2 separate regions of the Mus musculus genome follow, and region 1 is linked to region 2. Evidence: chromatin contacts called from public promoter capture Hi-C data. All regions are on one chromosome and are shown on one strand. The core of a region is the stretch at or near the end of the contact, and the rest is flanking DNA. Distances in the headings are between cores, read along the strand shown. Region 1 holds the start of Nr1i2 (nuclear receptor subfamily 1, group I, member 2). Region 2 holds the start of Stxbp5l (syntaxin binding protein 5-like).

The links. Promoter capture Hi-C pulls out the DNA fragments that hold promoters and counts their contacts.
Region 1: a contact with region 2 is called in a promoter capture Hi-C map of liver, with 2.9 times the contacts expected there. The contact joins the promoter of Nr1i2 here to the promoter of Stxbp5l in region 2. A contact is called at or near these places in 4 of 39 promoter capture datasets (the 3T3-L1 cell line, frontonasal cranial neural crest and liver).

The regions. Positions count from the first base shown.
Region 1 is chr16:38,291,625-38,297,911 of GRCm38.p6, reverse strand. It overlaps Nr1i2 (nuclear receptor subfamily 1, group I, member 2), which reads left to right and starts at 3,088. Exons shown (of 9, transcript NM_010936.3): 1 at 3,088-3,394. It overlaps Maats1 (MYCBP-associated, testis expressed 1), which reads left to right. Exons shown (of 17, transcript NM_001081025.1): 17 at 1-158.
Region 2 is chr16:37,381,400-37,387,716 of GRCm38.p6, reverse strand. It overlaps Stxbp5l (syntaxin binding protein 5-like), which reads left to right and starts at 2,759. Exons shown (of 28, transcript NM_172440.3): 1 at 2,759-2,907; 2 at 4,012-4,205. The coding sequence starts at 4,020.

The sequences.
Region 1 (6,287 bases), core at 1,839-4,338, 910 kb before region 2:
TAGGTTAGGGTACCTATCGTTGAGTTTATTAGACAGTTAGAGTTGGCTCTATTGAAACTTAACTCTTGCAATCTAAAAAATAAGACTATTGGTTATTTGGGGGGAGGTCATTTTAGCCTATAATGTACTCCATCACAAATAAAGCATCATGGAATGTGTGGACGTTGTTTGTAAAGCTTTTTCTCAGAGGCGGACAAGGTAAATCCTGGAGCACCATTGTTCCTTATCAGCACAGACACAACGTGACATAGAAACTGTCAGGTTCAACCTAAATGTCTGCAGTGCACTCCAGGGACTGGCGTTGGGCTCAACTAAATGTTTGTATGCACAGAGTTAGAGTAGTCCACATTTGGCACAGGCAGCAGGATATAAGACAGAACACATTGGGTGAGCACAGGACCTGCCTGCTGTACAAGCCTTGCAACCCAGAGGTTAGAATCTCCTGTAATAATTTTGCGGGCACAGTTTCCAGAGGCCCCCCCAAATAGATATTCCTACTTATAAAACTGCACTGAGAGAGGCTCACAGCTGTGATTCCCCAGTGGGCACTAAGAGTGTTGTTTGCAAGTCTTCCCCATACAGGTGCAGTTTACCCATCAGGGGCCATTTTTACCTGAAGTAGTTAGTTGCTAGGTAACACAATTGACCCATTGCACAGTATCTATCAGTAGAAGAGAGCTGAAGAGTCAGTCCATTGAAAGGAAAGTCCTGCATGACCCATGGTAGATATATACGATATTTGTCGATGAATAATAAAATTGTTAAAAAAAAAAATGTTCACAGTAAGCCAGAGAACCAGAGAGAATCGGAAACAGTGCTAACGACCTCCAGGGTCTGAATGGCACGTTTTTTTCCAAACGAATTTTGCACAGAACACATTATAGAAGAGAAAGCAGGGTGCAGAGAGAGGGGATTCCTCAGGGGCAAGTGATCATGGTCAAAATACATTCACTTCAAGTCCTTATGAAAACGCCACAATGGAGCCCGTCTTGTCCAGTGATGCACAGCAATGAGCAACTAACAGTAATAGGAAACTACTCTTCATACACAGGCCTGTTCCCGAGTTTTGTAAGAGTAAAGAGGATGAACTGCACATATTTAAAACTTACAAATCAATCTCACACACTATTAGATAACTTGTGTTCTACCCCACCAGCTCTGAAGATAACTTTAAAAGGGATTGTGGGGAGGAAAAATATATGTGATATGAATAGAAACCAGATTGTATATTAAGATTACAAGGGAAATTGAACAAACCAGAGGGAGCAAGCCAGGGGGAGCAAGCCAGAGGGAGCCAGCCAGGGGAAACAAGTAACCCAGGAGGAGCAAACCAGAGGATGAAGCCAGTAAGCAGCATTCCTCCACGGATTCTGCCTCAAGTTCTTGCCTTGCTGGAGTTCTGATTTGATTTCCCTCAATGATGGATGGTGTCCTGGAAGAGCAAGTTAAATAAACCTTCCCTCCCCTAAGTTGCTTTTTTTTTTTTTTTTTTTTTTTTTTTTTGGTTTTTCGGGACAGGGTTTCTCTGTGTAGCTCTGGCTGTCCTGGAACTCATTTGTAGACCAGGCTGGCCTCGAACTCAGAAATCCGCCTGCCTCTGCCTCCCGAGTGCTAGGATTAAAGGCGTGTGCCACCACACCCGGCCCCTAAGTTGCTTTTGATCATGGTATTTATCACAGGAACAGAAAGAAAAGTAGGGCATATGTCCCCCCCAAACAACCACCACAACAGAACAAAAATAAAAACCAAAGAGGAGATCACCCCTCTGAGTCTACCCCATGGCACCTCTGTGCCCTGGAGGTCCTTGGACCACCCTGCTCCCTTCCTTTGGCTTCACCTGAACTTGCACCATTAGTGTGTCATGAATTTAGTTGGCTATCTGAGTTTTCCTTTTTCTTTTCTTTTTTTTTTTTAATTTATGGTTTTGTTTATGTTTTTATAAAATTGACCAAGGACGCTGACTGCCTAGGCTTGCCTCTGGTGGATGGTTCAGGAGCTCCTAGTGCTGGTTGCAGGGGAAGAAAGTTTGAGCAGAGGTCAGGACTCCAGTTTCTCCTCCTTTCCAGCCATGCGTGGGAGTGACTCAGGTCCTCTCTGGGCCTCCAGTCTGGGGTTCTTAGTAACTACCACAAACTGGGTGTTTAAACTGGCTTCCAAATAAAGCCCTACCCAGATAAATGTTGATGCCTGGCAGCCCTGCAGTCTTCTTATGCCACCTAGAGCTCAGGACAGCATCTGCAGAGGAAGAGAGACCAGACAATCCCTCAGGAACCGAAGAGCATTTCTCTCCTTTGGGAAGTTCCTCATTTGTCCTGGATTCCCTGTTTCTGCTGTAAATAACTTGCCATTTTTATAGGAGAGGTGAATAGAGACCTTTGTATGCCAGAAGAGCCCCGAGAGATGATAAAAGCTGTAATAATTTACCCGTGACCCCAGGACTTCTGGTGAGGTGCCCTGCCCATTCTGGAATCCTGCCCATTCATCTCAGTACAGAAAAAAAAAAGACCTGCTTCCACTCGTGGAAATAAGTGTCCCTTGTCAGGCTTCCCAGATATGCAAGCCCCCAGGGCCAAGGACACCCCGATGATGTCCTGCTACCCCAGAGCCCACTAGACAGGAAGCTTCTAGAAGGGTCCGAGAGAAGAGAAAACTCTCAGACAGTTCCTGGTAGTCCCAGCCAGCTTTCTGTCCTGTGGTTGGAACTGCAAGGTCATACCTGTCTCGAAGCTATTTCCTCCCTCTCTCTCATATCAACAAGCCAGTGTCATGTGTGTGGCCTTTTCCTTACTTTCACGTAAACTGCTTCTGTCCAGGAAATTAACTTAGGGAAAAAAAGTGTTAGGAGCTATAGATTCAAAGGCACTTTACCTCTAGAGGCAAAATCACCCTCAGAGAGGCAAACATTGGCCCAGAATTACTTAGAGCAAACACTTAAAACACACTTCCCCTCCCTTACATGTTTTACAGTGAAGACAACTATGAAAAAAATAGGAAGGGGATATAACAAGAGTAAATACGGTAATCTGGTCATTGCTAGCTCGGGTGCTGGACTTGGGACTTGGGAGTGCCAACTGGGGCCCCTTACTACATTGGACCTGGGGTGTACTGTGGGCAAGAACAAGTATGGTTCCTATGCCTGTGGACAACATAGCCTAAGGTTAGCTGAGGGTGAGAATCGGGGATAGATACTGCTCTTTTGTCTACTTGGATGGTCAGCCTCTCCCTAGGGGCCTGACCTTGGCTCATAGGAAACACTGAGGACTTAAGCTGAGATCTCCATGTGCAGCCAGGTAGCCACGGCAGGTGTGCTGAGCTCTGGGCAGAACCATCGTTCCTGATTCTTCAAGGTGGACCCCAAGGGGGAAATCCAACAAAAGCAGTGGCCCCCAGACAGGTATGATCTTTCCTTCTTTCTCTTTCTAAGAGTCAGATGCCCTCTGCCTCTGAACAGAAGGCTGAGGGGGATACAAATGAGGTCGGAGGTCAGCAATGTGAAGGAGTATGGAGGACAATGACACCTTTTTCTCTCCTCTTCTCCTTCCTGGGTCAAACAAAGCATGAAGACAGTTGTGGAGCCAAGGTGCTCTGCTACCTGGCCTACACTTGTGTTGCCAGGAAGCATCACAACAGAAGCCTTGTGTATGTGACATCGGGCATTAGATAGGCAGCCGAGCCCCTTCTGTGACAGGGTTGGAGTCCCTGACCTAGGAAACACCGCTGCTGAAGACCATGAGAATCAGGAACTATTAGCACTGGCTCCCAGAGCTTGTCAGGTTAGTGCTGGCAGCCCCCGGGGACATAGACAGCGGCAGGATGGTCACGAGGCCTCACATTCTCATTAGCGGTGTCTCAGTACACACTATATCCGTGTACAGTGGTCGGCTTTAGACTCTGTTTGTCAGAGTCATTCCCGTTATGTTCAGTACCCTAGGTCCCATCTCTGCTCCATACAACAGCCCGAGGCGCAGGCTAGAGACATGGCTTTAAGGCTCCTCCACATCCAGGAGCTACCTTAGGAGATGCCTTCAAGGCCACCAAACCTTCCCTCTGTGCTTCAGGTGTGGCATTGTCCCTTGCACGTGCATGACTGTTTTTCATTGCTGCCGGGAAGGCAAAGGACCACCACACAGATGAAAAGTGGCTGAATTATCTACACTGAGAGGAATCCTTGGTCTCTAATGACTTGGCCAGAGTCTAAAGTATTCCAAGTAAGGCCTCTGAAGCCTGGCTTACCCTGTTCATTAATAGACTTTTTTGAATACACAAAAATACTTGCTTAAAAATGCTTTATTTATATAATAAATGTAATCTAAACTGGGATCACCAAGTTATAGCTCATGGGCCAAATCTGGCCCATCAGCTATTTTTTTTTTTAATCAATAAAGTCGTACTAAAACACAAAGTCGTGAGGCTGGTTTTGCCCCATAACAGCGGAAGCAAATGGTTCTACATAGAAGATGTCGCCGACTCGTCTACAGGCAATCTGCCTGATGCTAAATGACTGGGAAATAAACACAGTCGACCACTGCAAAGCCAATTAGACTGGTTTTGTAGGTGGCCACTGTTTAAACTGTCAAGCGACTCATGACTGATTGCATGCTCAGTAAAATGCAGTGTAAATACAGCTAACTGCTTCTCCTAGTCCCTGTCTCCCACCAAAGCAACTGGCATGGTGTGTGTATACCAGACCACAGTCTTTGCATCTATGTCTGTGTTCACGTACAAACCAACCCAACTGCCATGTGATTTTTCCACCGTGCAGGACTTAGAGATCTTCCCCATCCACATAGAACCTTGCCCTGTTTAACTGCTTTAGGATTTAAGTGTTTATTTTTAAAGTTTTTGTTACAAGCATCTATTCAGTGTGTATGTATGTGCGAGCATACCTGCCATGGCATGCGTGTGGGAGGTCGGAGGATAAATGGCAGAAGTCCATCCTCTCCTTCCACCATGTGGGTTCCAGGGAAGGAGCTTAGGTCTTCACGCTTGATGACTTCCCTGTACATGTTCACTACTTCTGCTTCTTACAACCTTTGTTTCTTTCTTCTTTTTAAAATTGGATATTTTCTTTATTTACATTTCAAATATTATCCCCTTTCCCGGTTTCCCTCCCTCCTGGAAACACCCTATCCCATTCTCCCTCCCCCTGCTTCTATGAGGGTGTTCCTCCACCTCCCCACCCACCCACTCCCACCTCCCCACCCACCCACTCCCACCTCCCCACCCTCGATTCCCCTACACTAGGGCATCTATCGAGCCTTCATAGGACCAAGGACCTCTCCTCTCACTGATGCCTGACAAGGCCGTCCTCTGTTATATATGCAGCTGGGGCCTTTGTTGTTAGCTTAGTCCCTGGGAGCCCTGGGAATTCTGGTTTTTGATATTGCTGTTCATCTTATGGTGTTGCAAACCCCTTCAACTCCTTCAGTCCTTTCTCTAACTCCTCTATTGGGGACCCTGCACTCAGTCCAGTGGTTGGCTGTGAACATCCACCTCTGTATTTGTAAGGCTCTGGCAGGGCCTCTCAGGAGACAGCCACATCAGGCTCCTTTCAGCATGCACTTCTTGGCATCCACACCAGTGTCTGGGTTTGGTAACTGCATATGGGATGAATCCCCAGGAGGGACAGTCTCTGGGTGACCTTTCCTTTATTCTCTGCTCTACACTTTCTCTCCATATTTCCTCCGGTGAGTATTTTGTTCTCCTTTTAAGAAGGATGGAAGTCCCCACACTTTGGTCTTCCTTCCTTTTGAGCTTCATGTGGTCTGTGAATTGTATCCTGGTTATTTGGAGCTCTGGGGCTAATATTCACATATCAGTGAATGCACGCCATGTGTTCTTACAGCCTTTCTGCCACCCTCTTCTGTAAAGATGCCTTGAAGGAAGAAGGGAGATGTGGCTGTTCATTTAGAGCCGAGCACTCTGCTGTCTTATTATTGTATGTTGACCAGTTGTGAGCCTCTGTATCAATCACGTGGCACTGCATGGAAAAGCCTTCCCTGAGGAGGGTCGAAGGATACAATAGTCTATGGGTGTGAAGCTAAGAAGTTAGGGTTCAGTTTAACAGTGTGTCTACTTAGCAGAATGGTAATATTAGGTTCTCCTCCAAGGTCAGCCATGGAGTTTTGGCCCAGTTAGTGGTACCAGGTTTGACTTGTGCCTTGTGAGGTGGACCTTTAATCCGATTAGAAAGTTGTTGCTCACTCCCGTAACATCCCTGCCACTACTGAGCAGAGTGCATTCTCTGCCAGACTCATCTTTATGGTAGCTTGAAGGGCTGGTTCACT
Region 2 (6,317 bases), core at 1,510-4,009:
AGCTTAGATCCCCCTCATTGTTGGCTTGAGTCCAAGATTGTAACTCCTTAAAGTGAGCTGTACTTTCTTTTCGACACATATTCTAAACACCTTCCAGTTTATTAGCTTTGTTGATTTGATTATTAGATTTGTGATTTACTTATTTTGTTGCAAGTATCAAGCTCAGGCCACTTTTCTTTCATATAGCTCTTTATACTTGTCACATGGGCAGGAAGAAGCCAGGAGTGATCATTACTTAACCCAGCTCTAGCATTTTCTATATTGTTTATAGGCTATATTGTATCTTCTGATCTCATTCCCTTTCCCAAATGTTTATACAATAACACCCTGTTGCTTTTTAACTCAGGATGGAATGTGCATTCACAAATATTTCATTATGATTCATGTAGTAAGATTCTTTTTACTGTTTCCCAACATACAAGGTGCCTCCTGCCTTTTGTTATCTTATATTCAAGTTAACATATGCTGGATATTCACCATGTATAAGTTATTGTGCTACTGTAGAGAATTGCTAATATTTAAAATTATGCCAGAGAGTCCTAACTATAGTATTTCATTTTATTTTTAATTTTATGTGTGTGTTTATTTAGGAGAATGAAAGCACAGCCCTGCACAAGTTAGACAAATGTTTTACCACCGAGTCACCTTACCAGCTGTTTTAACTTTCTAATATTTATTGGAAACGTGTATATTTTGACACAACATTTCTTCTACTTTTCATACCTATTTGTCATCCCATCTGGACTGCTGTGTGTTTTATAGCTTTTTTTTTTAACTTAGCAGGTTGTTGAATTCCCTTCATGATCTTTGTTAACTTGTTTAATATGCTTTTCCTTTATCAGTTCTGGTTTTTTTTTTTTTTCATAGAATACATTTGTGATAGTATGATGCTTGTGATGAGTGACCTAAGTTTTGTTTGTAAACATTTTATGTCTCTTTGCTGAACTGGAATATCTTCTTCCTTCACTTTTACCAAAAGGCCAGACCTCCACATGCTGTGGGCTTGTTTTCATATTGACCCTTAAGTAGGTAGGTCAAATTTTGCTGAAGCAAAGAAAGCATTCTAAATCCATCACTCTATTTAATAATGGTTAACTCACCAAATCGCCTCCTTTCAAAGAAAAGCTAGACGTAAAAAGAGGAAGAAAATCTTTTAGCTCTCATTAACTCCGATGTTTGGAAATGAACAATGGGCCAGAAAGGAAAAAAAAAAAAAAAAAAAAGGCAACAGGAGACAGCAAAAGACAGGTATTGTTAGGTATCTGATATAGGATTTAGAAGCACTTCAAGATCCAGTTTATAACACATATGAAATTTGTTTCCATACTTATTTTTCACTCCTCCCAAGCATGATAAGTTAGATATCATCTCATAAATCTTTATCTTATAGCCAGTAACTAATCCATTGTCTAAAGCCCTTTGAATGCTCTTTCTAAGAGAAATACTGTGCCAGGTACTAAATTAACTAGAAGCACAAAGTTCTACTCCTTAATGGTTATTAAGAAAATCACTATCTGGGTTTGACCGTGAAAGTGTGAGAGGGTTACAAAAAGAAGTGCTGCAAGTGTTAAGGAGTAGAACATTCAAAATGAGAATGTGAATACCGAGCTGAGTTTCCGAAAATCTGAGCGCGATTTGATCGCCATGGTTTCTTTGCTATTTGCCTGAGTAATTCATAAGGCATTCAAGTCTTCCCTTTCTCCCCTCTCATCTCTGACAGAGAAAGGGATGGGTCTGGAAGTGGTGTTTCATACCTAAGATGTAGGACAGTAAATATTTGGGACGATTTCTAATGATCCCTGTTGCTTAGATTAAAGTGTACAGTTAGTTATGGACCTTGAGCCTTTTACCAAAAGCCAGTCAGGGCTCAGAACTACATCACCTTCTTCACAATGGTGCGATGTTTCTTTTTCCTGTATGGAATAGAGTATTTTCCAAAATGATTCAAATGAGAAAAAAGCTTAAGATGCATCTTGTCATGATTTGAGAGAAATGTTTCCTCAAAAATTTAATTTGTCTATGTGGAGAAGGGGAACGCTGGTCTATTTCCATAGGCTGTATAAAGTAGGCAAATCATTTCCTTAAGATTTGGAAGCCAACATTTCCACCGAAAACCAATTCATTTTGGTACAGATGACTTAATGGAGAGAACTAACAGTTTGTAGGGATTATTTACAAATCTACGTTCAACGCATATAGCAGGGCAGCGAGATCGTCTATTAGATGCACCTGGCCCTGGTGAGCAGAAATAGATTCAAGGGGTGCTGGGGGGTGGGGGAAGGCTGCAAAATAAGCCCGGTCCAAAAGCCGGGTCCACAATACAGTCCAGAGCACGACCTAAGGTAACCCTTTCTGCAGCCTGGGACTCCCGGAGCGCAAGTTCTCAAGCTTGCAAGCATTCTATTGATTCACACTTGCGTCCTTCAACAGGTAGCACCAATTACAGCCCCCAAAGCACGGCGCCAAGGCATACTGGCTAGTATGGCTGTCAATCAAATACATCACCTACTTTCCTAAATGATCCCCTCCTCCTGTCACTGGCTTTTTCTCTGACCTATCCCCAAACTTCTTTCCTGCCTGGAATCCCTAAGACTTAGGTCAGTGGAGCTTGTGATTGGCGAGAGGATGTCCCGCCCCCCTGGTGCCCAGAGTGCCCCGCCCCCGGCGCGAGAGTCTGGGAGGGAGGAGGGTGCGGGCCGACTGGGGCGGGGCCTACCTCCCACGGCGGGGGCGGAGCCTGAGACAGACCCGCCCGCTCGGTTAGGACCTCGGAGAGCGCCAGGCACCAGGACCAGAGGGACCCGAGAAGCGGCCGGATCCGGGCTGGACCTTCGCCCGCCTGTGAGCCTGCAGCCTCCGCGCCCTCCGCCTCACGGGCTGGCCGGCGGCTAGTGGCGTCTGAGGAAGGTGCTAAGTCTGGGGTCCCCAGGGACACCCGTGCTGTCCCATCGCGGCTTGCCCTCACACCTGTGCGCACGCCTGTGTGTGTGTGTGTGTGTGTGTGTGTGTGTGTGTGTGTGTGTGTGTGTGTGTGCCTGTGCAAGAGGGAGAGCGCGCCCGCGCAGCTGTCTGAGGTGCGTGTGGCTTCCCGGCTGTCTGTGAGGGCTCCAGGGCTCGTAGCCCGCGGTGGTAGCCTCAGCGCCCTGCTTGGCTGGGAGGGAGCGAGAGAGCCAGCTCTGCGCGCCCCGCAGGCTGAGGCGGGACTCGGGCCGCAGGCGTCACCGCCTCACATCCCCCGGAGAGCCGCTGCTGTGCAGAGGGGGAGCCGGGCGGGGAGGGGACACGGGAGACCAGAGGCGGGAGAGGGGCAGAAGAGAGGAGCTGGGGACAGGTGGAGGCAGGCGGTCCCCGCTCGCCCCTCCCGTCGGCTGTGGCCGTGAGTCACCGCAGATGTTTTGGGGTCTAGGTTTTTGGGTATATGGGATGGAAAAAAGCCATTTTTTTTCCTGTCCCCTAGTTTCTATTGAGAAAAAGGAAGCTTTGAAGATGATGGGATTGTGTGGGGGGGAGCCCCAAACATGGTGGAAGAGTAAATACTGGTTCCCCTACAACATCGTTTTTTCCGATAATAAAAATTTATGAGTTGACCCTGAAGAAGGAAAGCCCCCCTTTCAGAACAGTCCATAGGGTCTTGGTCTGTTGGGCTCTGGTTTGATTGTATAATAATGATGATATAATGCTAATGACGATGATGACACGGCCTTTTATTTTTACCCCAGTGCTGATAAAGCATAGCTACAGCTGGGGATAAAGCCCTTGAAAATCTGAATGTGCGAAGGAAGGAATACTGTTGCTCTTGGAGTTGTGTTCTCTTTATCTTATAAAGATATCCCTTTTAAAGTTAAAATTTGAGGACATGAAGCCCGAACCCCTCTTCCCCGTCGATTACATCCAATGCTCATAAAATGGGGACTAGCTACTCCTGCCTTGACTAATGAAAAGATAGAGGCTTTTGCCCCGTAAAATTCCATGTTTGTGACCACTTCTCTTTTCCTTTTAATTTTTCGACAGTGTTTAAAATGAAGAAGTTTAATTTCCGAAAAGTTTTGGATGGCTTAACTGCCTCTTCCCCTGGCAGTGGTAGCAGCAGTGGCAGTAACAGTGGTGGGGCTGGAAGTGGCTCTGTCCATCCAGGAGGGACTGCAGGGCTTCCGAGAGAGGAAATTCAGGAAAGCCTGACTTCAGACTATTTCCAGATTTGCAAGGTAAGTTTTGAATTGGCTTTAGGGCCTGTTATATTTCTACTTTACTGTTGTGAAGAAACAAGGAGACACACACACACACACACATACATTTGCAGGGCTGGAAATTGTTGAGACGTCAGTATCAAAGAGCCTAGTACTAAGTTGATTTGAATGAATAAAAACACTTTAGATATTAACTTTGGCATCGGTTTATAAGCAACAATGGTATTTTAAAGAGAAGGAAAAGACACACAAAAAGTAGTATTTCCAAGGTGTTAAAGCCAAATAAGTGGACAAAATACGTTTGTGTATACGTACTAAACTGAAGGAGAAATGACAGCCATTTGGCTTCCTGGGTTTTCATTCTGAGAAACTGTTATTCCTTTTCTCTGTCTAGTTGTAAAATGAATAAGGCTCTCAACATGTTGCTAGAATTAAGTAGATAATAGATTAATGTGCCCAGTGACAGTGTTCTAAAATTCTAGATATTAGAAAAAAAGGGATCTTAGACCCTTGATAAGCATACAAATCCTATGGGCTCAATTCTTGTGAGAACTCAGAATTCCCAGAAAAGCAAAGCAACGTGTTCTGATTCAGAGGAAAACATTTAGGCCATTATACTTTGATTTTGAGCTTCCAATGAACAAGCAGAATTTTGGACAGGGAAAGAAGATGAGAAATAGTAAAAAAAAAAAAATGTAACATTGCTATATAAAGATATTATAGTATTACTTTATGAGATGGTATATTTTCTTCATTGCTCTTTTTGGGTGTTACCTTTCAGTGTAATTTTGATATGACTTATATGAGAAAAAAAACCACCTTTAAGTCATTTGTATGATATAAATGAATATAGTTTTATAAATGTGATTGAATACATAATATAAATACATAATAAGAAAAATCAGGTTAAGTTTCAGTCATTGTCTCAGCTCTTCCTAGAAAGTTTATTATAAAAACATCAAATCTATAGTTATTAGTTTACTTAAGGCCCAAGTTTATTTAGAATTAAATAGATTTAATCAATTGTGTGAAATTTGAATACAATATGAAGTAATAGATATTATATCAGTTAAGGAAGAACTTAATAGCGGTTCTGAAACAAATATGTGAAAGAGCCCTGGAAGCCAAATTTGAATTGCTACACAGGAGAATCATGTCTTGATTATTTATTTCTATTTCCTTTCCCATATTCTGAAAAAAAATCCTAATACCCTCAAGTAATGAACGTGATAGTGATGCAGGAGAATTTTATTTCAGATAAAATTAGTATAGAGCAGGTAGACTCAAACCAGATGGATGATGAACAGTAGAGGCTGTAAAGCAAGTAGAGAAATTTTTAAATGAAATAAATTCAGAGGTATGTATGTGTAAATGCTGGAAATAAAGTGCAGCACACGGTTACCTCCAAGTTTCTTAAGAAAAGAGTGGTCATGACAAGTGGCAGAAGTTAAGTATGGTCTATGTCTGATACATATGGCATGGTAGGAAGGACAATGGCCTATGAATAAGTTTTTTTTTTTAAACATTTTAAGCCCTGCCATTTGCCAGCCATATTATCACGGGCAAGATATGTTTTTCTTCTTGGAACCTTGTTTCCTGCATTTGCAGTATGAGAATAAATATTTCTATTTTCCTTATATGAAAGAAAGCTTATTAGAATTTGAGAAGACAAGACGGTGAAGAGAATACACAGGGTGAGAGGGGTGATAAAATATTTATATTTTTGAAGTTGAAAAGATACCTTGTTTGTTGTAGAACAAATATAGCCATTATAATATACTTTATATTTAGGGTAATAAGTTTCAAATAAACTATGAGGTTAGACAGTTGTATTAGCTATGCAGTAATTGTACTGCAGTCACACCAAGTATGGAAAACACAATAGTATATTTGACTAGGACTACAGTTAATTTAAAAAGTGATTATGTAACTATATTATAGGTAGCATAGTCTATAATGGATATATAAAGTAGATTAAGGAAAAAGCAAAATTAGAGCTGTCATTGGGATGAGGACTTCTTTTAGGCTTACTGATCAAGTGTGCAGAGAAGATTCTTTTGTGAATGATAAGACATCAGCACCTTCTGGACACTTTTATCTTTTTATTGTGGCTAAAACTGAAGTGTAAAT